Regions from separate parts of the Mus musculus genome. Here all the other regions are linked to region 6. A link is a contact called in public promoter capture Hi-C data. All regions are on one chromosome and are shown on one strand. The core of a region is the stretch at or near the end of the contact, and the rest is flanking DNA. Distances in the headings are between cores, read along the strand shown. Region 1 holds the start of Bean1 (brain expressed, associated with Nedd4, 1). Region 2 holds the start of Vps4a (vacuolar protein sorting 4A). Region 3 holds the start of Tango6 (transport and golgi organization 6). Region 4 holds the start of Sntb2 (syntrophin, basic 2). Region 5 holds the start of Prmt7 (protein arginine N-methyltransferase 7). Region 6 holds the start of Cbfb (core binding factor beta).

Evidence for each region. Promoter capture Hi-C pulls out the DNA fragments that hold promoters and counts their contacts. Capture Hi-C pulls out chosen DNA fragments and counts their contacts.
Region 1: a contact with region 6 is called in a promoter capture Hi-C map of hippocampal neurons, with 2.4 times the contacts expected there. The contact joins the promoter of Bean1 here to the promoter of Cbfb in region 6. A contact is called at or near these places in 2 of 39 promoter capture datasets (hippocampal neurons and stem cell-derived epiblast-like cells).
Region 2: a contact with region 6 is called in a promoter capture Hi-C map of adipose tissue, with 2.9 times the contacts expected there. The contact joins the promoter of Vps4a here to the promoter of Cbfb in region 6. A contact is called at or near these places in 2 of 9 other capture datasets (adipose tissue and liver).
Region 3: a contact with region 6 is called in a promoter capture Hi-C map of pre-B cells, with 3 times the contacts expected there. The contact joins the promoter of Tango6 here to the promoter of Cbfb in region 6. A contact is called at or near these places in 2 of 39 promoter capture datasets (liver and pre-B cells).
Region 4: a contact with region 6 is called in a promoter capture Hi-C map of pre-B cells, with 3 times the contacts expected there. The contact joins the promoter of Sntb2 here to the promoter of Cbfb in region 6.
Region 5: a contact with region 6 is called in a promoter capture Hi-C map of pre-B cells, with 3 times the contacts expected there. The contact joins the promoter of Prmt7 here to the promoter of Cbfb in region 6.

The regions. Positions count from the first base shown.
Region 1 is chr8:104,169,071-104,172,574 of GRCm38.p6, reverse strand. Bean1 (brain expressed, associated with Nedd4, 1) reads right to left here and starts at 2,062. Exons shown (of 5, transcript NM_001141924.1): 1 at 1,571-2,062.
Region 2 is chr8:107,029,440-107,032,979 of GRCm38.p6, reverse strand. It overlaps Vps4a (vacuolar protein sorting 4A), which reads right to left and starts at 1,711. Exons shown (of 11, transcript NM_126165.2): 1 at 1,489-1,711. The coding sequence starts at 1,509.
Region 3 is chr8:106,681,329-106,684,796 of GRCm38.p6, reverse strand. Tango6 (transport and golgi organization 6) reads right to left here and starts at 1,729. Exons shown (of 18, transcript NM_173037.1): 1 at 1,542-1,729. The coding sequence starts at 1,644.
Region 4 is chr8:106,934,388-106,937,966 of GRCm38.p6, reverse strand. It overlaps Sntb2 (syntrophin, basic 2), which reads right to left and starts at 2,227. Exons shown (of 7, transcript NM_009229.5): 1 at 1,646-2,227. The coding sequence starts at 2,165.
Region 5 is chr8:106,209,195-106,213,130 of GRCm38.p6, reverse strand. Prmt7 (protein arginine N-methyltransferase 7) reads right to left here and starts at 2,077. Exons shown (of 18, transcript NM_145404.1): 1 at 2,049-2,077; 2 at 560-755. The coding sequence starts at 654. It overlaps Slc7a6os (solute carrier family 7, member 6 opposite strand), which reads left to right and starts at 2,198. Exons shown (of 5, transcript NM_001007567.2): 1 at 2,198-2,412; 2 at 2,500-2,766. The coding sequence starts at 2,218.
Region 6 is chr8:105,169,116-105,172,588 of GRCm38.p6, reverse strand. Cbfb (core binding factor beta) reads right to left here and starts at 1,915. Exons shown (of 6, transcript NM_001161458.1): 1 at 1,536-1,915; 2 at 1,197-1,283. The coding sequence starts at 1,613. It overlaps Gm22063 (a small nuclear RNA gene), which reads right to left and starts at 93; the gene lies at 1-93.

The sequences.
Region 1 (3,504 bases), core at 813-3,312, 1.0 Mb after region 6:
ACCATCACCTGTGGCTCACCCAAGTCAACCCACAGCGAGCAATCCTCTCTTCACCTAATCCAGAGTAGATCGAAGTGTGTAAATTCCTTTGTACAGAGTATGAACGCAATGTAGGAGGTCTCAAGTCTGGGGTGGCAAGTGCCAGCCAAAGGCAAAAAAAAAAAAAAGGTAGAGTGTCCCCTTTAGTCAGTGAGCCTCTTGAACCTGGACAGCAGCATAGGAAAGGTTTGGGTGGGGCAGAAGATGTCAGCACGCGCCTGCGAAAAAGGGAGAGGCTAAAGGAAAGTCTTGTTTTGCAAGGAGATGTCAGGAGATTCACAGGGAACCAAAGGCCGACGCAGAGGGTGAGAAAGATGGGAGCACCATGTCGCCTCACATCAAGCTCTCTTTGCCTCAGGAAACACCTGTGGCCAAATGCAGTCAATGGATAGACGTGTGTCAGGTTCCGCAGAAGACTCGTCTAACGATCTTCCATACATTTTTAGGTGAAGGAAACTGAGGCTCAGAGAAGTCAAGTGTCTTGCCTAAGGTCACACAGCTGGGAAATCAGCTAAAAGAGTGTCTCATGGCTCCAAAGACCCTGCACAGTCTACTAAACAGAATCATGCATACGTTTCAAAGAGGGAAACTGAGTCACTCAGTGGTGAAGTCATCTAGTAAGCAGTCCTTATCACTGAGGAGAGTCTAGAGGGCCGTCTGTTGGCCCTCAGGTGCACTTGGACTCTTAGAGTTCCCCGATTCTCTAGTATGTCACTTGTGCTCGTCCCTTCCCAGGCTGGGTTTGGCTGCCCATGCTGGCACAGGGGTGGCTGAGAAACGTAGCCCAGGGTCGATACTACGCACCTGTCCCTAGACTACAGAGCCCGAAGGACAACCAGGAAAGGAGGAAGCGGGGGGGGGGGCAAGGGTGGGCATTGCCGAGCTTGGGAAGGGGAGAGTGGCAGGTACCACTTAGTGCTGCGTAGTCAGAGGAACTGCCACCTCGGATTCAGCTTCGGGTCCTTTGCAAGGGACTGCACAGGAAAGTCTTCCTTATGAAGGGAGAGGGTAGGTGGGGGGAGCGGCAAGGATGCTCTTTCTATCCTAGGTAAGACAAAATGAGGCATGGTCCAAGTGACTGGGCCGTTGAATTGTCAAACTTCCTGGCTTAAGGTGGTGGGAGAGGGTTCAGGCTCAAACTCTGTAAAACCCCAGTCCCTCTCCTCTCACCCCAGACAAGAGTGTGCCCTAGTATCTTTTCTTGAGTGGACTGGTCAGCGACCCTCCAAACCGAGGGCACAGGGCTGGGGACCCTGTCATGGGCTTGCATCCCGGGAGGATACTCGTCTGAGACTCAGGCAGACCTCGGATTCCTCGCGTTTCCCCGGGGATTCGCGGGTCCCGGTGACCCTCTCGGGTGTGGGGAGGATGCGGGATCAGGAACCGCAGGAGTCTCGGGCAAACCGCTCAGTTCCTCGCGCGCTGAGGTTCCGCTCGGGACCACGTCCCCCGCCGCCCAGCGCGTCCCCAGCTGCGTGCATAAGCAGCGGTACCCCCGTCTGCGGCCCTCCCCGCGCCCCGCGCCCCTTACTCGGCTTGGCTGCGGCGCTCCGCTCCGTGCGCCGCAGTGCCGGCTCCAGCTTCGGCTCCAGCTCCGGTCCCGCTCGGGCTCCGGCTCCCGCTCGGATGCCGTGGCGCTCCGGCTGGGCTGGGGCGTCCCAGCCGCTTCGCCTGGGCCTGCTGTGCGTGCAGGGGCGGGGCGCACCGGCGGGGCCGGGCAGAACGGACCCGCGCCCTCGATCCGCGGGCAAACAGCCGCCGGCGGTCTCCGGGGCCCTGCCCTGCCCTGCCCTGCCCTGCAGCAGGAACAGCAGCCCCGCCCGTCCCTCCGTCGCGGTCCCCGCGCCGCCGCTCGTTCCACCGTCACCCTCTTGGGCCCTCCTCGGCGGCGGCGCGGCTCCCCGGTCTCAGCTCGGTGGCGCCACGGCCCGGGTCATTGCTGAGATGGGGACGCGGAGGAGGTGGGAGCGGCGAGCCGCGCCCCTCTGCGCACAGCCAGCCCGACACCCACACAGCGTCGGGCAGCGGGCAGGCGGGCGGGCGGGGCAGGGCGGCGGGGAGGCCGAGGGATGTAGGGAGGCCGGCACACCAGGAGGACTTGTGAAGGGTGGACAGACAGACACGTGCAGAGAAGGGTGAACCAACCATATGTCAGAGATGGACAGCCAGAAAGGTTGGACAGAGGCAAGAGCTAAGGGCAGAAGGCAGGGTAGAGGCAGCAGAAGGGACACAGGCTGCTGCTGGCCTTTGGTTTGGGCAGAGGAGCCCGTCAAGGCCACTGGTTCCCAGCTGTTCGAATTCTCTTCACGTAGGCTTGACCAAGGCCTTCAATTTGAGCTATCAGCAGGCTTATTTTCTTCTTCCCTTGCCCACCTGATGCCCTCTGTCCTGGTGCTCAGTCTTGGCAGATGCAAGCCTACCTTGGAAGATGCCTGGCTCAGGGGAGGGACCTGGGCTCCAGCTCCTTCCCTGTATGCACCCCACTTTGCGGCCTCTGGCATGCCGCAGCCCATTCCTAGGCCTGTTATTATTACAAGGTCTCTGCTTATCGCACATTTAAATATGCTGGTGTGCTCTACAGTTACTGGTAGAATCACTTGGAACATTTACTCATCAGGGAGAGTCCCTCAGGGCTGATACATCTTAGTGAGACTGCAGGGGTCTGTCCAGGGTGACAGTTGGTAAATCTGACCAGGGAATCCATAAATTGAGTTGTTGCCAACCCTCTCCAAGCCCTTACTTTATTGATGAGGGAGCTGAGGTTTGAAGAAGGAAGGACACCTGAAACTCTGACGCCTGCCACTGGCTGGAAGGCAGTTCTTGAAAATAAAACATGATGACAAAGAGTTGAACATGTTGATGATAAAAACCTTGGGGAAGCAGAGGAGCCCTGGGGACCTTGTGGAAGAGACTTGAGCCAGCTGCAGGCGCCAACTGGGAGGTGGGGACAAAACAGCCTCCAGGAGAAAGCAGAAGGCTTTGTACCTCAGCTTTGCTAGGTGTGGAGAGTCAGGGTTAGAGCCCCTCCCAGCCTCTGTGGGCAACCGTTCATTTGGGACTCAGCATCCTTGACTGGCTTCCCTTCTGAACACATAGAGGGGTTGATCTCAGCTCACTGGGTCTGTTTTGGGGGTTGGGGGGGGGGAAGCTTGAGCCGTTTGAGCAGCGAGGTCAGAAAAGGCTTGGGTGGGCCCGTTGTCCAAACCCAGACATTTCATTTATTTTGTGGACAAACAAAAGACCAGGATAGGTCCAAACCAGGGAGCTAGGACTAGAGGCCACAGCTCTGCCCACTGCACCAAGACTGGCCATGACTCAATGAACAGACATCAGTTGATCCAGACAAATCTTCCAGCTGTTGAGTGGTCACTCTTTGGCAGGCCTGAGTGTCTATGTGTTTTAGGGGTGTGGGGTCATGGCTCACTTTGAGTGGGAAGACACAGCCCTAAAGAGTTCATTGCTCTA
Region 2 (3,540 bases), core at 462-2,961, 1.9 Mb before region 6:
CAGATGAGCTCACTAAGACCAATCAAAATTTAAGAAGCACTAACTGGGCACAGCGGGTTACTGAGAGGGGGGGCACAGGAGTAGGGGGTGGAGCTGGAAGTACACAAGACCCAGACTCATGGTTGACATGTATGAAACGTCAAAGAATAAAGGAAATCCCAGGAAAAAAGAAATCCGCTTCCTACCGGAGTCTGACAGCCTGAATTGAACATCCAGAAGAGAACCGATGCGTGCATGTTATCCTCGGACCTCCCCACACGGGCAGGTCATGGGAATGCGTGTGCGGGCACTGTCATACCCAGACAACACATGCACACCATACATACATATGCACGCAAACACAACAACGTACAATGCCACAGAGTATGCTACATGGGACAGTAGGGCTGAGGAGCAGTGGTTAAAGGCGTAGAGTTTCTTTGGTGATGATTCAAACCTCTAAAAGCCCTGGATGGTACAGTTTAAATATGTGACCGTTATAGCATGAGTGCTAGCTCTTCATAAAACTGTTTCCTAAAAGTTGGATAATATTCTTGGTTCACATGTAGTGCTAACTCTGGCCAGGCAGGTGGGATCAGGCCGAAGTTGGTTTAACCCTAAGAACAAACAGAACAGTTTCTGCAGTGAATGGTGGGTTCTAGTTCTGAATTCCATCTAATTTCAAGCCTAGAACAGAAATTTACTCCTGTATTTCTACTTGGAGCAGCCACCACCACCACCAGATATGCAAATATCACTCACTCTTTGATGCTCTGGCTAAAGTCCCTTCCTTCATAAAGTCTTACTTGGTTCCACCCAAACGCTTACTTTATTAGCAAAGGCTTACCGAGTACATGATATGCTGAACCTATGTTATAATTGCTTTCCCTGAATTATTGTCTCAAGTCGTCTGACAACCACCCTACAAGGGCACTGCCTATTTTAGTGATGAGGAAATCCAACATTCCAACATCCAAAACCTAGACACACTGGTGAGTGGCAGGGCTGGGATTTAAACACAAGCCTGAGGCCTGACAGTGTTTATGCTTTCTGACAGCTCTAGAACGAGCCCTTCCTTCATCCGGGCGGCGCCACCCCAGCATCACCCTGCAGGACGTAGGGAATGAATGAAGGGTGGCTGGCCGAGAAACCCGGGGCTCGTTGGAAGCAGCTCAGGGGGCTGCCAGGGCGCCTGGCAGGAGCGGGTGAACGCCGCTCCCGGAGCGACCTGCGGGACCCGGGCGCGCTCAGGGGGAGGCGGCGCCGCTGCAAGGCGGCAGTTCAGCCCCGGCTGCGCGTCCTGGGCTCCGGCCCGCCGGTTCGGCTTGGGCCGGGGCTCAGTGGAGACGTCCTTCGGGCTCCGAGCGCGGGAGAGGCTGCAGCGCGGGTGGGACGAGGCAGCCTGACAGGGACCGCCAGGCCGGGCTCCGAGGAGGCCACCGCCCGTCCGCTCCGCGGCCCGCAGGCCCTGCCGCCTTGGGCCTCCGCGGGCGCGCCGCACCCAAGTACCTGGAGGGTTGACGTTGTCATTTCATATCCTGGGTCCGCCCCACACCCCGCGGTGCTGCTTGCGGCCTCGGTCCGGCTCGGAGGAGCCGAGGTGGTGGGTCCGCCGCTTAGGAGCCCGGCAGGTCGGCTCTCGGCGCGGGCAGAGCTGCCACTAGCAGTGGGAGCCGAGTCCGAGGGTGAACGAGGAGCGCGGCCCAGAGCGGCCCAGCCCGAGTCACGCGGCTGCCGCCCTGTGGCCATGGCCTGCAACTGCAGACACCGCTCCTCTAAGAGGGGCGGGGCCTGCCGGGGGCGGGGTCTGGTGGGATACCGGTAAAGGGCCAGCCCGAAGGCCGGTAAAACCGGAGTGAGGGGCGGAGCCGCCGAGTGAGGGGTGGGGCCGACGGGGGCGGGGCCTGGTAGATCCGGGAGAGGAGCGGGGCTGGACGTGGACAAAGATGGGGAGTTCTGGGCGGAGTTGGGAGCCCAGGTGGGCGGGGCCGACCAAGGGCGTGCCTTGTGAGAGAGTGAGGGGCGGGGCGGAGGGAACAAGTAGAATCTGTACCCCACTTGAGTAAACCTAACCATAAAAAGTAAACTCCCTGGAGCTGTGTTTTCCCGCTATTTAATAGGTTATGTTAATTAGTATTTACCTTGCCTGTCTTAGGGGACAATGAATGAACTAATGTATACATAGTGAATGTCACACTGTGGGTTCAATCCCAGGTAACTGTTATGAGAGAATGATTCTAAAGCCTGTTTTGTGATGGTTTTTATTTTTATTTTTTTTTCAAGACAGGGTTTCACTGTGTTGCCTTGGCTGTCTTGGAACTCAGGCTGTCGACCAGGCGTAACCTCGAACAGAGATCCACCTGCCTCTGCCGTCTGAGTTCTGAGATTAAAGGCTTGTACCACCACCAAGTTTGTGCTAGTTTTTAACTGTTAACTTTTCTGGGCCAGCGAGATGGCTCAGCAGGTAAAAGCACTTGTGCACAAGACAAATGAGCTAATATCCCCAGTTCCTGCTGGGTGGAAGAAGAGAGCAGACTTCTTATAGTTGTCCTCTGATTGCCACACTCCTGCCCACCCAAACTCTCAGAGATCTGCCTGCCTTTGCTGGGATTAAAGTTTTGGGTTGCCATGCCCAGATACTTCTTTTTTTCAGGCAGGGTCTCTCTCTCTGTGTCAGGTGCAAAGGAAACTGCATTTCCTGAGATTCTGGAGCTGCTTCCCCTTTATCAAAGGAGCCACGTCATTTCCCTTACCACTGGCAGAAGGAACATGGCTGTCTGAGGTGCCTGTCAGCATAGGGAAGCGCACACTAGCCTCCAGGTCTGTGGGCTAATGTGCGCTTTGCTCCCTCCCCTAAACGTCACTCATGGGCTTCCCTTCCCCAGCTACTCATTTCTCCTCATAACCCTGCGATTTCAGCTCTGTGCCCTCTTGGTCTTGTCTTGTCTCTCCCTCTCTGCACAGCTCCTGCTCCCCTCACAGTCAGGTCCAGTCAGCTGACCCTATTCAGTCCACTCTGTTCTTTCTCAGCTCTGGGCTCTTCCGGATGCCTCTGACTGTTCCCTCCCTCATAGCTACAATAAAGATCATGGTGGCACATGCTTTTAATAACCTGCGCTCAGGAGCCAGAGGCAAGAGGATCTCTTGTGAGTTTGAGGACAGCCTGAACTATACAGCAAGCTCCAAGACCAACAGGACAGCATAAAGAGACCCCGTTTCAAAAAACCAGTCGGGGCTGGAGAGATGCTGGAGAGATGGCACAGCAGTTAAGAGCACTGGCTGCTCTTCCAGAGGTTCTGAGTTCACAGGAAGAAAAAAATTATGCCAAAAAGAAAAAAAAAGACCCCAGGAGTTCTAGAGGCTGGAGGTCTAAAACTCAAGTTACTGGTAGGGCCATGCTCCCTTGAAGCCTGCTAGGCGGAAGGCACACTTGCTGGACACCCTTGGAATTCCAGTGACTCGTAGATCCATCACTCCAGCCTTTGGACACCCCATCATGTCACATGACACAACCATCTCTCCTGTGGGTCTTTCCTAACACTACTCATACATAAAATAAGC
Region 3 (3,468 bases), core at 480-2,979, 1.5 Mb before region 6:
GAGATCTGACACTTCTGGTTTCTCTGGATAACTTCACTCACACATACATACCCACACATACATATTATTAAAAAAATAAAATAATCTTTTTTTCTTTTTCCTTTTAATGTGGAAGCCGGAAGGATGGTTCATTGGGCAAGACCACTTTCTGCACTGGGGTTTGGGTCTTAGCACCCATGTGATACAACTGCCTGTAACTCCAGTTCCAGATAAACTGACACCCTCTTTTGGCCTCTGTGGGCTACTGCATGCACACAGCATACATACACTCACAGAAATAGGCATTCAAACATAAATAAATAAAATACGTATCCTGCCGTTGACTCTTAATTGGGGCAAGAGAGTATATTTTGCAAGCTTTTAGTGAAGGAACTGAGGTTTGTCACGAACTTGATTTACTTTGGGCAATTTCCAATGTACATGTATGTTCCTCTGCAAAAATTAATGCCTATTAATACTTAGGAGACTGCTGTGAGGACTAAATGATCTACAAGTAAATGGACTATAGGGACTGGCGCTTAGTAGGCAATCATCTACTACTAATTGCTTTTCACGTCCCACTAAGTACTCTGTAATGTTTGCAGCTGTAGTTTGGGGGTCGACATTTAAGACCGAGAGTGTTCACCTTGTAATCACACACGTTGCCTTTACCTTGATAATTCTACACGCACCCAGACATGCTGTGCTTATAATTAGGATCCTATTTTCTTACACCCTTCTACGTTTCCAGATGCCATCAGAAGTTCTATTCTGAATAATCTGCCTTAGTCTGACAAGGAGATCAGGCAGAACTGAGTTCTAGGTCCATGGACATCCCTCTAATATAACCACCTGATTTGAGGTGTGAGTTCCAGGACAAACCTTAACTATACAGTGATACCCTGTCTAAAGAAAGAAAGGGGCAGGAGGTGTGAATGGTCATGCTTGCCTTTAATCCCAGCACTGGGGAGGCAGAGGCAGTTCAAACCACCACAAATTGGGACTCAACAGTGAGAATGCAAGGTCTCACTATTCCCAAGGTCTCTTCAAATACTAAACTGGGAAGTTAACTCAACAAGTGATTAAAGGTGACTGTGCACCTCTGATACCAAAACAGAAACCCTTAAAAATCTTCCTCAAATTCAGCCAAAAAACGTCCCTGCTGGGCATCTCTGGTCACTTGGCATTTTGTACAAATCTCAAGCGTGCACACCAGGCTCGGAGCCCTCAAGCGGTTGGGACATCACATTACACCTGTGTGAAGGCGTCTCCAGTCCCTGTGTCAGGGCTGTGCTGGAGCAAACAGTGGACCGAAGCCGCTGCTCAGCGAGGCGCCCAACGGACCTCGGCCGGCATCAGCGGTCAGCGGACTGCAGGCCCTTTCCTGGAGCTTCAGTTTAAGTTTTAAGTGAGACTGCACAGAGCCCAAGCGCTCCCGGGAGTGGGGATGGAGATGCCGGGAGGGCCTGCGGGAAACATGCGGTAGCAGCCAGGGCGAGCCTGGGTGACCCGCGACCCCGCGAGCCTCAGGTCCAGCCCCGCGCCGAGACTCGTCCTCTCACCTCCCGGGCTCAGCAGCAACTTCAGCGCTTCCAGAACCTGCTCCAGACCACATGTCACCAGAACGCCACTCGGCGCAGCCGCCGCCGGTCCGGAGGCCGCCATGATTGGAGTGGAGCGACCTGCGACGTGCTCAAACACCCAAGTGGGCCAGCGCGGCCGCCATTTTGAATGTGGCGGAGGCGTGTCCTCTGCTGGAGGGCGGGGCCCAAGACCTGGGGCGGGGCCTACTCTGTCTGGAACGCCCCTTCTCCGGGAAAAAAAAAAAAAACAAGATACAGTTTCTTGTGTTCTCCCAGAGCGCCCCAGTTCAATTCCCAGCATCCCTATCAGACACCAGCCTGCAAACTCAGGTCCAGCAACTCATGCGCATACACACGCATGCACAAGCATAACTTACAAAATATTTTTTAAAAGAAAATATAGGGGGCTGGTGAGATGGCTCAGTGGGTAAGAGCACCCGACTACTCTTCAAAAGGTCCAGAGTTCAAATCCCAGCAACCACATGGTGGCTCACAACCATCCGTAACGAGATCTGACGCCCTCTTCTGGTGTGTCTGAAAACAGCTACAGTGTACTTACATATAATAAATAAATAAAATCTTTAAAAAAAAAAAAAAAAGAAAGAAAATATAATTGAAAAGGTAAAATAAAAGACCAATGTGGTGACATGTATCTTTAAGTCTAGTACTTAGAACCAAAGGTCAGCCTGGTCTACATACATAGTAAGCTCAAGGCCAACCAGGAACTCTGAGAGACCCTGACTCAAAAACAAAAAGAAAAAAAACACAAGTAGTCTTGCATGGTGGCCCATGCTTCTAAATCTCAGCTATAGAGAATCACGTGTTCAAAACCAGTGAAGGCAGCTTAGTGAGACCGTCTAAAAGCTATGAAGGATTGGAAATGTTATCCAGTAATAACACTCTAGCACACAACCATGAGTTTGGTCCTCAGTACTTCAACCCAGGGGGTGGGGGAGGGAACAGAAATAGTTTCTCGTAAAAATAATACACATTTTAGTATGTAAATTTTCAAGTACTGAAAGAAACACAATAAATAAAGTTCACAGATGTACATAGACCCTGAAAGAGAAGCTCACACCAATGACACCAGCGTTCAGGGAAGCTGACGTGGCAAGACAAGTTCATAACTTTCTCCCCAAAAGTAACAGTAACAAAAAATATTCAACTTTGTATTACTGATTCCTTTTTCTGACATTTAAAAGTAAATACACACTGGGATAGAGAGATGGATCCGTGGTGTTGTTCTTGTAGAGGACCCAGGTTTAATTCCCATCGCCTACAAGGTGGCTCACAGCCATGTATAACTCCAATTCTAGGGGATCCAATGCCCTCTTCTGGCTTCCAAGATGACCAGCCACTCATGTGGGGCACAGACACACGTACAGGCAAAATACTCATAACTGTAAAATAAATAATTCTTTAATCTAAAGATAAATACGCACACACACATATCCTGTATCTGTGAATGTGTTAGCTACAGACAGCCCCATTGGAATATCTTGGTTTTGTTGGGTGATGGTGAAAGACCCTCGAGGGGAGACCCTCACTCAGACCACTCAAGTCCCGGGACAGCCGCGTACCCAAGAAGACACTGAGACCATACATAAAATGTAGAAGGCAAGATTTAATAAAGCAGCGACATGAAAGCACACAGACCAGAGCTCTGGGGTCGAAATAAAGCAGCAACATGAAAGCACAGAGCTCTGGGGTCGAAACTCATACACCTAGTGGCACCTAGTGGTGTAGAGGAGAATCGACGGTCAGCCAAAATTTTTCACAGGCTTATATAGTAAAACTCAAAGGGGGAGAACTGGGCAGGGAAAGTACAAGTTTACATCACTAGGGAGTTCTGCCAAAGGAATCTACGTAACTAAGGAGTCATGTCCTATCAAGGAACCTACGTAAC
Region 4 (3,579 bases), core at 978-3,477, 1.8 Mb before region 6:
GTACATGCCTGTCAATCCCAGCACTCATGAGGCTGAGTTGGTAAGATGACCACCTTGAGGCCAGACTGGCCGTAATGTGTACATGCTCACACACACACACTATACACACGCAAGCTGGGCACTGTGGAACATGCCTTTAATCCTAACACTTAGCAGGTCAATCTCTGAATTCCAGGCCAACAAACAAAGAAAAAACCTAAGTTCTAATTCTGCCCTTAGTCTGGTGGTTTTCTCCCCAACTTCAACCCCTCCGTTCAGTTCTCCTGCCAGCAATCCCTCCTGACTCATCTCTGCACACTTATATCCACCACTTCCTGGAAAGCCCTCCTGGACTAAGCCCATTTCCATCAAATTCTTTTCTGGATTTGTTTTTAACAGAGTCCTACTGCGTAGCCCTAGCTGTCCTGGAACGCATTACGTAGACCAGGCTCCTCTTAAACTCATGGATCTGCCTGTCTCTGCCTCTTGAGTACAAGGCTGTAAACCACGCCAAAATGCTACCAGCAAATACGCCTTAAATTTGTGATCCCTTAGCATCTTGTACCTTGTACCAGAGTCAAGCACTTGATGTTATTCCTCCCTAGAAGTTGTTTTGCATTTTCTATCATTTCCCACCGCAGAGATACAACAGGGACAGCACCTTTCACATTCTCTGTTATACAGCTAGCAGCAATAAATGCTCCTGGAATGACTTGACTCAACAGCGAAAAACGGAGCTGGTCTTGCAATTATTTCTAAAGCAAGCAACTGGCTTCTCACTTACAATATTCCATCACCTTCAACATGTATGAGTCTTTGGAGATGAGATTTAATTCTGCCTCAGTTACATCGATACGCGTGAAACGCTGCACACAAGATCGCATCTACACTTAAGGTAAAGGCTATTCACACATATGTGATGGTACCCGTTTCAGGATTCTTATAAAATGTCTACTGGTCTTGCGGCAGCACGCCTGCCAGCGATAGGAAGCTGGCACCGGGCTCTTGCAAAAGGGGCGAAACTCTAGTTGGCAGTAAAATGCTCAAACACGTGAGCCTCCACTGTTAAACAAGGCTCATTAACCTCACAAACTTGCTGTATCAGCTCTCTGCCTTCCACAAAGTGCTGTGATCTTCTCTGGTTATTGTTGAGAGCCAATGATGGGTTAAATTCCCATAAATTAACCAGTGCTTTGGTGGTTTGCCCAAGCAAACTGCTGGCATCGGTGTGGATGGATTTAATAGACCGGCCCGCCCGGGGAGCCCGAGGTGACTAAAGAAAGCGTCCAACCAACGCTTCCCAACAGGGAAAAAAAGGAGACTAAAGAACTCGAGCCGATCGCTCTCCCGGTAGTTAGTGCTTAGTGTCAGCTTATCGTGCAAGACTTAGGGGTGAGCTTCGCACGCGGCTGCTGCTCCCCCCACCCCCTAAATCTCAGCTGAGTCTCGCTAAGGGGCGGTAAAGTAACACTTCGGTGGCTGCCCAACTTTCTTCTCGCTGGACGCCTCAGTTTTTCCACACTCTGGAGCCCCACAAGAGGAGGTCTGGTGGCCGGGGCGGAGGGAACCGGCGAGCCCCGCACAGGCGTCAGGGTGGGCAGAAACAAAGTGCGCGCAGGCGAGCCCAGGCCGCCACCCCGCCGCCTCCCGCTCGGCCCCCGCTCACCCTCCAGCAGCACCTCCTTGCCCGCGCGCTTCAGCGCCTGCACGGCCTGGTCGTGGGTGGCCTGGCGCAGGTCGGTGCCGTTCACCGACAGGATGGCGTCGCCCAGCCGCAGCGCCCGGCTCTGGTCGGCCGCCAGCCCCGGGAAGATCTTGGAGATGAGGATCGGCATCCGGTTCTCGCGGCCGCCCTTGATGCTGATGCCCAGGCCGCCCGCCTCTTGCTTCACCACTCGCACTCGGCGCACGGGCGGCGAGGCGCTCGCTTCCCCCGCGGGACCGCGGGGCGGCGCGGGAGGGCTGGGCGGCCCCAGGCCACGGTTCGGGCTCCCGGGCAGAGACTCGCCGCCGCCGCCGTTCGGAAGACCGTTGAAGGCGGCCGCCGGCGGCTCAGGCTCGACTGCGGCGGCGTCGCCCGTCAGGCTCAGGCTCTCGCCACTGAGCTCGGCCACCACCCGCACCCAGCGCTCCCTTAGAAGCAGCTCCACCAGCCCCGCTTTGGTGGCCCGCGTCCACACCGCCATGGCCGGCCCTGCTCCCGCAGCCGCCGTTGCTGCAGCTCCCCCGATTCCAGTCAGGCAGCCTCGGCGCTTCCCCCTTCCCGCCCGAGGGGGGCGGACCCCTCCCCTCCCCCCGGCGATTCATTATTCATGAGGGCCACGCCCACTTTCCGGAGGGGCGGGGGGAAGGCCGGCGAGGCCGCTTCCGGGAGGCGAGGTTGTCCTGGTTCACTGAAAGCTCTTCGGAGGTGGGCAGCGCCTCGTGCAGCGAGGCACCCCGCCGTCCTTTGCTTTGGTTCTCCGTGACCTCCTCGAACTCCTCACCTCTTCTACGAGAGCTGCCCGGGCAGGGAGAGCAAAGTCAGCTTGTAGAGAGGCTCTTTGCGATCCTGCAGGGCCGGGTTGGCGCGTTCATTCTTGCATTGATTGGTTCATTGCAAAAAAAAAAAAAAAAAAAAAAAAAAGCAGCCCTGAGCGCTCAGAGGTGTGCTGGGCTCCTTTTAAGGCCCTAGAGACACACTGAATAAAATGCACCTCAGCCGAGAGAGCTTGTGGTCTAATGGGAAAGAAAAACAGAGGCAACCAGCTAGGTGTGATTCTCTGTGGTTAAAAAGACTGCAGACCTCCCTAAGAACAGGATAAAACAACATTTGGTTAGTCTTGGTGTGAGCACAAGCAGGGGACACAGCATAAGTGACATGGGATCAAAGGTGTGGATCCAAGACTTTGTCACTGCTTTTAAAAATCACCTGTCTGCTGGCCTGTAATTAGAGGGGACCTGTCTTCTTCTTTTTTTTTTTTTTTTTTTAAAGATTTATTTATTATATGTAAGTACACTGTAGCTGTCTTCAGACACACCAGAAGAAGGAGTCAGTTCTTGTTACGGATGGTTGTAAGCCACCATGTGGTTGCTGGGATTTGAACTCTGGACCTTTGGAAGAGCAGTCGGGTGCTCTTACCCACTGAGCCACCTCGCCAGCCCGGGACCTGTCTTCTTAAGCACTGGGAACCCACAGTGCGCAAGGTCAAAGACATTTGCAGCATGCTGATGTTTTAGAGTTCCCCACAGACCAACGGGTATATATAGTTAACAAAGATTGTGCGAGATTAGCCACAAGATTATGAGGCTAAACTCCACAATCTGCCATCTGCAGAAAAAGGCTCTGAATCCAAATCCAAAGACCTGAGGACTAGGTAGAAATCTGAAGCTATCAGAAGACCAGAGAGGCCTGAGGGGGCAGAAGCGGGGGAGCAGGGTCGGAGTGGAAAGCTACTATGTAAAAGCTGGCCCAGTCCATGAAAAACCAGGAGCCCTGAAGTGTGGCAGGAGAGCGATGTCCCAGTTTTCATAGAGTGAGTATACCGCGTCTTACTGTTCCCTGGCAGCCCTCACCTGATTGGATGGTGCCGGTTCCCACTGTTGAGGACAATCTTCTCT
Region 5 (3,936 bases), core at 828-3,327, 1.0 Mb before region 6:
CTTTTCTTTCCATCCTAACTTTCCTGTTGGCTCTCCTCAGTCTCCTCGGCTGATCCTCTTACGCTCCATCTCCATCTCCATCTCCTCTCTCACTGGGATGCAGCAACTTCTCTCAACCTCACCTTTACCGAGCTCCGCCCGCAAACTCTGTGTCTCCACAACTCGTGCTTCTGTCGACCTCTAGCATCACAGGAAGTGTCCAAACCTTAACACCTCCTCCTCTCGGGTGGGCATCCCATCCACCCGGTCATCTCGCCGGGAGGAATCTTGGTGCTTCTTGAACTTTCCCCTCTTGCTGCATTCAGTGGGTTACCAAACTCCTTCCTGCTCCTCCAAGCTGCTCTGCCTCTCTCACCTCCACTGCTTGCTTCTACGTTAGGACAGAGGACTCCCTGTCCTCTCTCCAACCCACTTCCCACACTGCTCTCAGCAGGTGCTCTCTTCTCCTAACAGAGACCTCAACTGCTCAGAAAAACAATCTCCACAATCTTCTTCAAACCTAAATTGACATGGAGGAGCCCTGCACCCCTGCAGCCAGCTGAGCAGCAGCCCTGGGTACCTGGCAATCTCCTGGTGGTAATCATAGTGTTCATCCTCCTCCAGCCACTCCAGGGATCCCGTGGTAGGATTGGCACGGCCACAGAAGACCTTCATGGTGCCAACTGGCTCCTCAGTGTTTGCACAGAAACGTGAGGCTTGTTAATTTACTTCTTAGGAAGATATCTTGATATCAGAAACCTAATCAATTATAATGCCTAGGATGGAGAGAAAGGACAAGAAAACAAAGAGAAAAAAAAAATAAAGAAACAGACAAAAATGTCAAAGTTACTTACAATTCTTTATTAATGATAACATCGACCTTCAATCTCAGGTCTGGAAGGCAGAGACAGGCAGATCTCTGTGTAAGTTCAAAGTCAACATGGTCTTCATAGTAAGTTCTAGGCCAGCAAGAACTACATAGTGACAGCCCATCTCAAAAGAAAATTAACCAGTATTTTGATATTTCTGACAAGAGTAATTTTCATTTTTTATATAGGATATACCATCAAAAACTATAATAAAAGCCAGTTGTGGTAGCTCATGTCTAAAATCTCAGCACGTAGGAAACTGAGGCAGAAGGATCTAAAGTTTGATGCCATCCTGGGCAATGCTGTGAGACCTTGTCATAAAACAAGAACAAAACAGAACAACGTGTCGTTGCATGTCTTTGATTCTAGCACTAGAAAAGCAGAGGCAGGACCATCTCTATGAGTTCCATGCCTGTCAGGGCTGCACAATGAGATTCCTGTCTGAAGAAAAATTTGGGGGTGAGGGGGGGCCTACAGTAAATATATAGGGCTGTTTGGAAGTTTCGCCACTTTTCAGAAATTCCTACATAATTAAAAAGGCCCCACAAGTCCATCGGGGTCCAGCCTTCAAGTGAAGGCAAGTGAGAAGGCAGGGTAAGCCGAGCAATGAGCTAACATTATACAGTAAAAGCGCAGAAGTGGTTATTCCGCAACAGATTAAGGACACTTGCTTATCTGTGATGTCGCTAGGGTTTCACTAAGAACACACTTAAAAATGCACTGAGGGCCACTCCAGTGTTTTAATCAAAAGCATGTCCACCTCGGGCACACAAACGTCTGGCGCTTCTCCGGGTGAGTGTCGTGAACTGAATGGTTCCCAAACTGCTCAGAATACGAACTGAGAAAGCCATCCCGAAGCAAAACCGCCCGAACGGTCCCGGGACCGAACCGTTCCCGGCTGGGTTAGGGGCGCTGCATACAACTGAGGTCCCGCCCGGTGTGAGTGACTGGGGCGAGGCTTCTGACACAAGTCCTGCGCCCGGCGACAGTCTGAGAAAGGACAGTCACCCACGCGGACCGCTGCGGCAGACCTGCTCAGGGTGCTTGAACCACTCCACGTGGACTCTGGAGCAGCCCGGAAGATAAGTACACCGGAAACCCAAATATCCCCAACGCCAGAGCCCTAAAAATGAGGCCGGAAGACCGACTGCACCCAGGCCCAGCCACGGCCCAACCTCCCCAGCAAGCCCAACAGCTCACCCGCTGTGGGAAGCGATCCACTCGCCGCCACTCCCGCGGCCATTTTGCCTCTCCCACTGTGGGTGGGGCGTCGAGGCGTAGCGTGACGTTCCGTGAGGCCCCGCCCGCTGAACTGGATGGACATCCCGTCGCGCCCCGCGCCTTCCCACAGTACTCCGCGATCGCCGCTATGGAGGCCGGCAGGACTGCGGTGTTGCGCGTGAAGCGGAAGCGCAACGCGGAGCCCGCCGAGGCGCTCGTGCTGGCCTGTAAACGCCCCCGGAGCAGCGAGGTCGAGTCGGCGGCTCGGGAGACGCCAGAGGGCCAGGAGGCGGCGGCGGCGGAGAGAAATGTCTTCCAGTTGGTTGCCACCGTGCGATCCCAGGTATGAGAAGGGTGAATGGACTCTTTGTGGGAGCGATCTTTGAACGCTGCCCGTGTCGCAGTCATCTCTTTTCCCGACGCCCCTCAGGAGGAGCCAATCCAGCAGCTTGTGCGGGCTGCCTTGCGCCCGTCCCGGAGCAGCCAGCTGCGTATCCGCCGCGATCTTCGTGCCTCGGTGCGCGAGGTCCGTAAAGAGGGCCGCTACAGGGTGGTCTCCAGCCACCGATCCTCGGGAACCTCGAACAGTTTGGAGCCTCAGTGTGGGTCAGAAGCTGTCGGGGATGCGGGCTTCCAGTTGTTGGACCTGGTCCACGAGGAGGAAAACCCAGAGGCTGCTGCCACCGACTGCCGCAAAGTGAGTACTGTATATGTCTGCTCTGCTCCCAAAGGCAGTAATGAAGAGCATACACACTGTAAGCTTAAGAATGGATGATCCATCTCTAAGAGTTGACCTCATTTTACCTGATTTCTGTTGTTGTTTTTGTTCTGTTGAGATAGTTTTGCTGTGTAGCTCTGGTTGACATAGTACGGGCTATGGAGCCCAAGCAGACCTCTGACACACAGCAGTTCTGCCTCCGTCGCTCCAGTGCTGGGATTATAAGTAAGCATGTGCAACCCACGCCCCTTAGGATTGGTTTTCTTTCTTTCTCTTTTGCTTGTGTCGTAATACACACCTTCCCTCCCAGCATTTGGGAGGCAGTACCATGTGGATCTCTGAGTTCCAGCCCAAAAAGGACTACATAGTGAGACCTTGTCTCCAAAAAAAAAAAAAACAAAAAGCAAAAAACAAAAACTTTGTGTGTGATTGATCAGGCCTTTAATACTCAAGAGGCATGGATCAATAGATCTCTTCTTTCAAGGCCAGGCAGAGCTACACAGTGAGAACGTGTATCAAAATAAATAAACAGAATTGATGTAGGCCTTTTGAAAGTGGATTTGGCTATTTAAAAGATATACAGTATTTAGAGATGATGTTAAACTGTCATTGCTACGAAAAATGAGGTAAATATGGAAGGAGTTTTAGCTCACAATTTTGGAGGTTTTGGTGCAGTGTATGGTCAGACTACTAACAATTTGCCTCCAACCTCCCTGAAGACGGGGCTCTAGCATTTATATATACCCTCTGAGAAGTTCCCAGAATTCCAAATGTCACAGAAACTATCTACAGCTGACAAAAACCACTTCTGCTAGGGCATGAGGCAAATCATAGTCAGCTGCTTTAGACAGCTCAAAGCAGCCCCACATCCCCACACCTGGGATTAAAACAAAAAAAAAAATAAACTGTTTCTGTGTTCTTTAAAGAAACCAAAATTCCAGACTTGTCACTACAAAGGGAACTTGCGGCAAGTGTTCTTCCTCTGAGCTAGATTCCTAATGTGGTATTTTCCTTTTCTTAATCTTCACAAATACTATGAATTAGATACTTTTATCGCCATTTTGTTTTTTTTTTCAGAAAGTTTTTATTAGCAAGCATTGGCTATTCAAAGTAATAGTTTTTATTAGATTTTGTATGTCTATACTCACT
Region 6 (3,473 bases), core at 666-3,165:
CTTCACGAATTTGCGTGTCATCCTTGCGCAGGGGCCATGCTAATCTTCTCTGTATCGTTCCAATTTTAGTATATGTGCTGCCGAAGCGAGCACAAGTTGTTCATTGTTATACGAACTACATCTCAATTAAAAAAAAAAGCGACATTCACCAACAGCCTTATACTGTTAACCTGTATTCAAATTGTACCTTTACTTAAAGTTTGGGCTAAGGCAATGGGTCTGTCACTTGAGCAAATATTAGGATTTCATTACACAGTGCTTCAGTTTAAAACAAAACAAAACAAAAACCACCCAACCAAAAAAAATCTCTTTCCTACAGTTCTTCTTTTCGTTGCTTCCTAACCAACACCTCTAAGGAGGATAACGAAGAGGCAAGAGAGGAACTAGATCACTTCGATATTTTTCAACCCAGGACTTGCCGAGTCCATAGCAGTCTTCAAATATAAAACAGGAACCTCTAGATGAACTATGGGATTTGTCTGTGTAGCACCAGGCAATTCTTTAGCAACTCCAATACTCAGACAGGCACATCGAGGTTAGAAAAAGGAAAATATAGATTTCTTTCGGATTCTTAACATTTTAAGAAAAGAAAATTGTTCATCCACTGGGGCCCTTTCTCTCGTCTCTCTCTTCTATTAGGACAGTCTCTCTCTTCTATTAGGACAACAGATAAGTGGAATAGATTTACTCTCGGCTGTACTGGGAGATAGCTTCTCATATAGATTTACCAATCTCGCTTCTCAGAAACAAGCCTATCGCTGATCCCCCTCCAATGATTCTTTACACGTAGGGCTGTATCCTTCCTACAAGCACCCCGATGTCTGGCGGAGGTCACAGCCTAGGCGACAACCTCCGCCAAGCTCCGGTTGGAGCTCCGCTCGGATTGCCGAGCCGGCACTAGGACACGCAAACCATCCCACGAACCGAACCATCGCGGCGGGCCAAGGAGAAGGCGGGTCCGCCCGAGGGCCGAGCCGAGCCGCCCCGCCAGCATCTGCCTCTTTCTTGCTTTTCGAATCCGGACTAAGGAAGTGAGCCTGCGCCCCCGGCTCAGTTCCGGGAGCCGCAGCGTCCGCGGCGCCGTCCGGAACACGCCCGGGGCCGCGCGCAACAAGTGACTGGCGCGCGCCTGGGTCCCCGCGGCCTCCCCGCGCGCACCGGGGGTAGGGTGGGGGGGTCCCTCCCCGGCGACTTACGATCTCCGAGCGACCGTCGCGGCAGGCGTTCTGGAAGCGTGTCTGGCGCTCCTCGTGGGGCCGGTCCCTGAAGCCCGTGTACTTAATCTGCAAGGCAGAGAGACGGCCCCGAAATCAGGAGTCAAATCCGCGGCGGCACCCGCCGGCCCGCCCGCCCGCTCCCCGCGGCTCCGATAAGGGCAAGCAGAGCCTGTGGGCGGACTGCTTGCCGGGGCGAGATTCCCCCTCGGCCGGCGCGCCGTCCCGGGGGCTTCCCGGCAACCGAGCCGCTCAAACTTTTCTCCTCCCCGGGCCCACTCGGGGCGCGCCGAGGCCTCCGCGCCTCCCCAACCGCCTCACCTCGCACTCGCGGCTCAGCTTCCTGAAGAACTCCTCGTTCTCGAACTTGCTCCTCTGGTCCGGGACGACGCGCGGCATCTTCCCGCCCTCAGGCCGCGCCGGCCGGCCGCGCTCCCCAGGCTCGCGCGGGCACCCGCTGGCGGGCTCCGGTGCTGACCGCCTTGACCGCCCACCCGCGGCACCCGGACTCCCGCTTCTCTTTGTTTCAGGAGCCCGCCCGCGTGGCCTCCCGCTCCAGGGAGGCTGAGGTGCGGCCGTGTGCTTGGAGCCCAACCCACGCTACCGCCGCCCGCCTCAGCCGTTGCCGGCCGTCCTCCCTCCCGCCCGCCCGCGCAGACACAGCTTCCAGCCTCCCCCGGCTGCGGCCGCCACTTCCTCTCGCCGCCCTCCTCGCTCTCCCGCCCCGCGCCGGCCCCACCCCTCCTCCTCCTCCTTCTCCTCCTCGCGCGCCCGCCCGCCTCAAACTCTAGCAAACAAGACGCACCATTCACAACTCCACGACCCGCGCCGCGCATGCGCCACCCACCCGCTTGCGGGGCCGCTGGGTTGCAGTGAAACCCTGCTCCTTCCTCAGCACTTCCCCTTGCCTGTCCGCGGGCTTCTCTGCGAACAACCCGCCCAGAAGGGATCCGCCCCTCTCTTAGCAACTAGAAGCGGACCCGCAGACCTTTTTTTTTTTTTTTTTGGCCCTTTGTGAGCGATCTGGAACTTCTTGGCTCCCCAGCCAGCCACGCAGAGTCACCCCCAGAAGGGCCACTTGAATTCAAGGAAACCTAAATCTTAGAGGACTTTGCATACAGGGAGGGATGTGGACTGTGCACTGAAAGGTGGAAGTAAGCATCTAACCAAATCATGGTGTAAAAAGGTGGTGGCTATTGAAACGGGGTTGGCCTTAGGATTCCGTGTAGCTCTGCCTGCAGACAAGGTTTAGACAAGTACCAGACCAGTAAGTCTCAGATTAGTAATTTCTAAAATGCACACTCATAAGTTCATGGCGTTAGTAGGAGAGTGTTTATGTAGATCTAGCACATCATTTAAAGGAAAACTATCTTAATTATATGTAACCGGTTGCCAGTCCATATTTTTACCCAAATGTGCAATCAAACAAGAAAAAAAAAAAAAAATCCAAGATCTGCAAGTTCTAGAGAACTTACCAGAGCAGAAGAAAACCAGACTCGGGGTTTGCAGCAGAGCTTGAGCTAAAGCTGACCCTCAATAAACTCTGATCCTTAAAAATCGCAGTTTGTTAAAAGTTCAGTTCAAGGATGGCAGGTAAGTGCCAACTCTTGGCAGCAGCTGGCCAGATGCTAAGGATTGTGAAAAGATACTCATAAGTCACTGGAATCAGTTCTGAGGTCAGTTGTTAATGCCTGCTTGAATACAGATTTTGGCAGAATTTCACTGCTAGTCCAGCCCAATCTCATTTATTAGATAGGGACCTAAACGTGGGTAAGGAACTGTCCTAGTTTGCCATAGACAGCTCTCATTTTTAGCAATGACCTCCCCCCGCCCCCCAAGCCTTCTGAAGCTGCTCAGTCCCTAACAAACTAGGAGGGTTAATCATCTTAACTGAAGTCTGGAGAGTTGATTACCCAAAATTAAAGGTTTGTTGGTGGGAGTGGTGTGTGTGTGTGTGTGTGTGTGTGTGTGTGTGTGTGTGTGTTTTGAGTAAAACATACTGCCATGATAAAACACCATGTCCAAGGCACGTTATAAGAAGAGTTTGTGTGAGCTTACCACTCCAGAGGGTTAGAATCCCTGAACGGTGGAGCATGGTGACAGAGGCAGGAAACTGAGGGCTCACATCTTTAATCAGAAAGCAGAATAAGATTTAGGAATGCCAGTGGCTTTGAAACCTCAAAGATGGCCCTGGGGACACATTTCCTCCAGCAAGGCCACACCTCAACAGTGCCATCACAGGGGATTAAGTATTCTAAC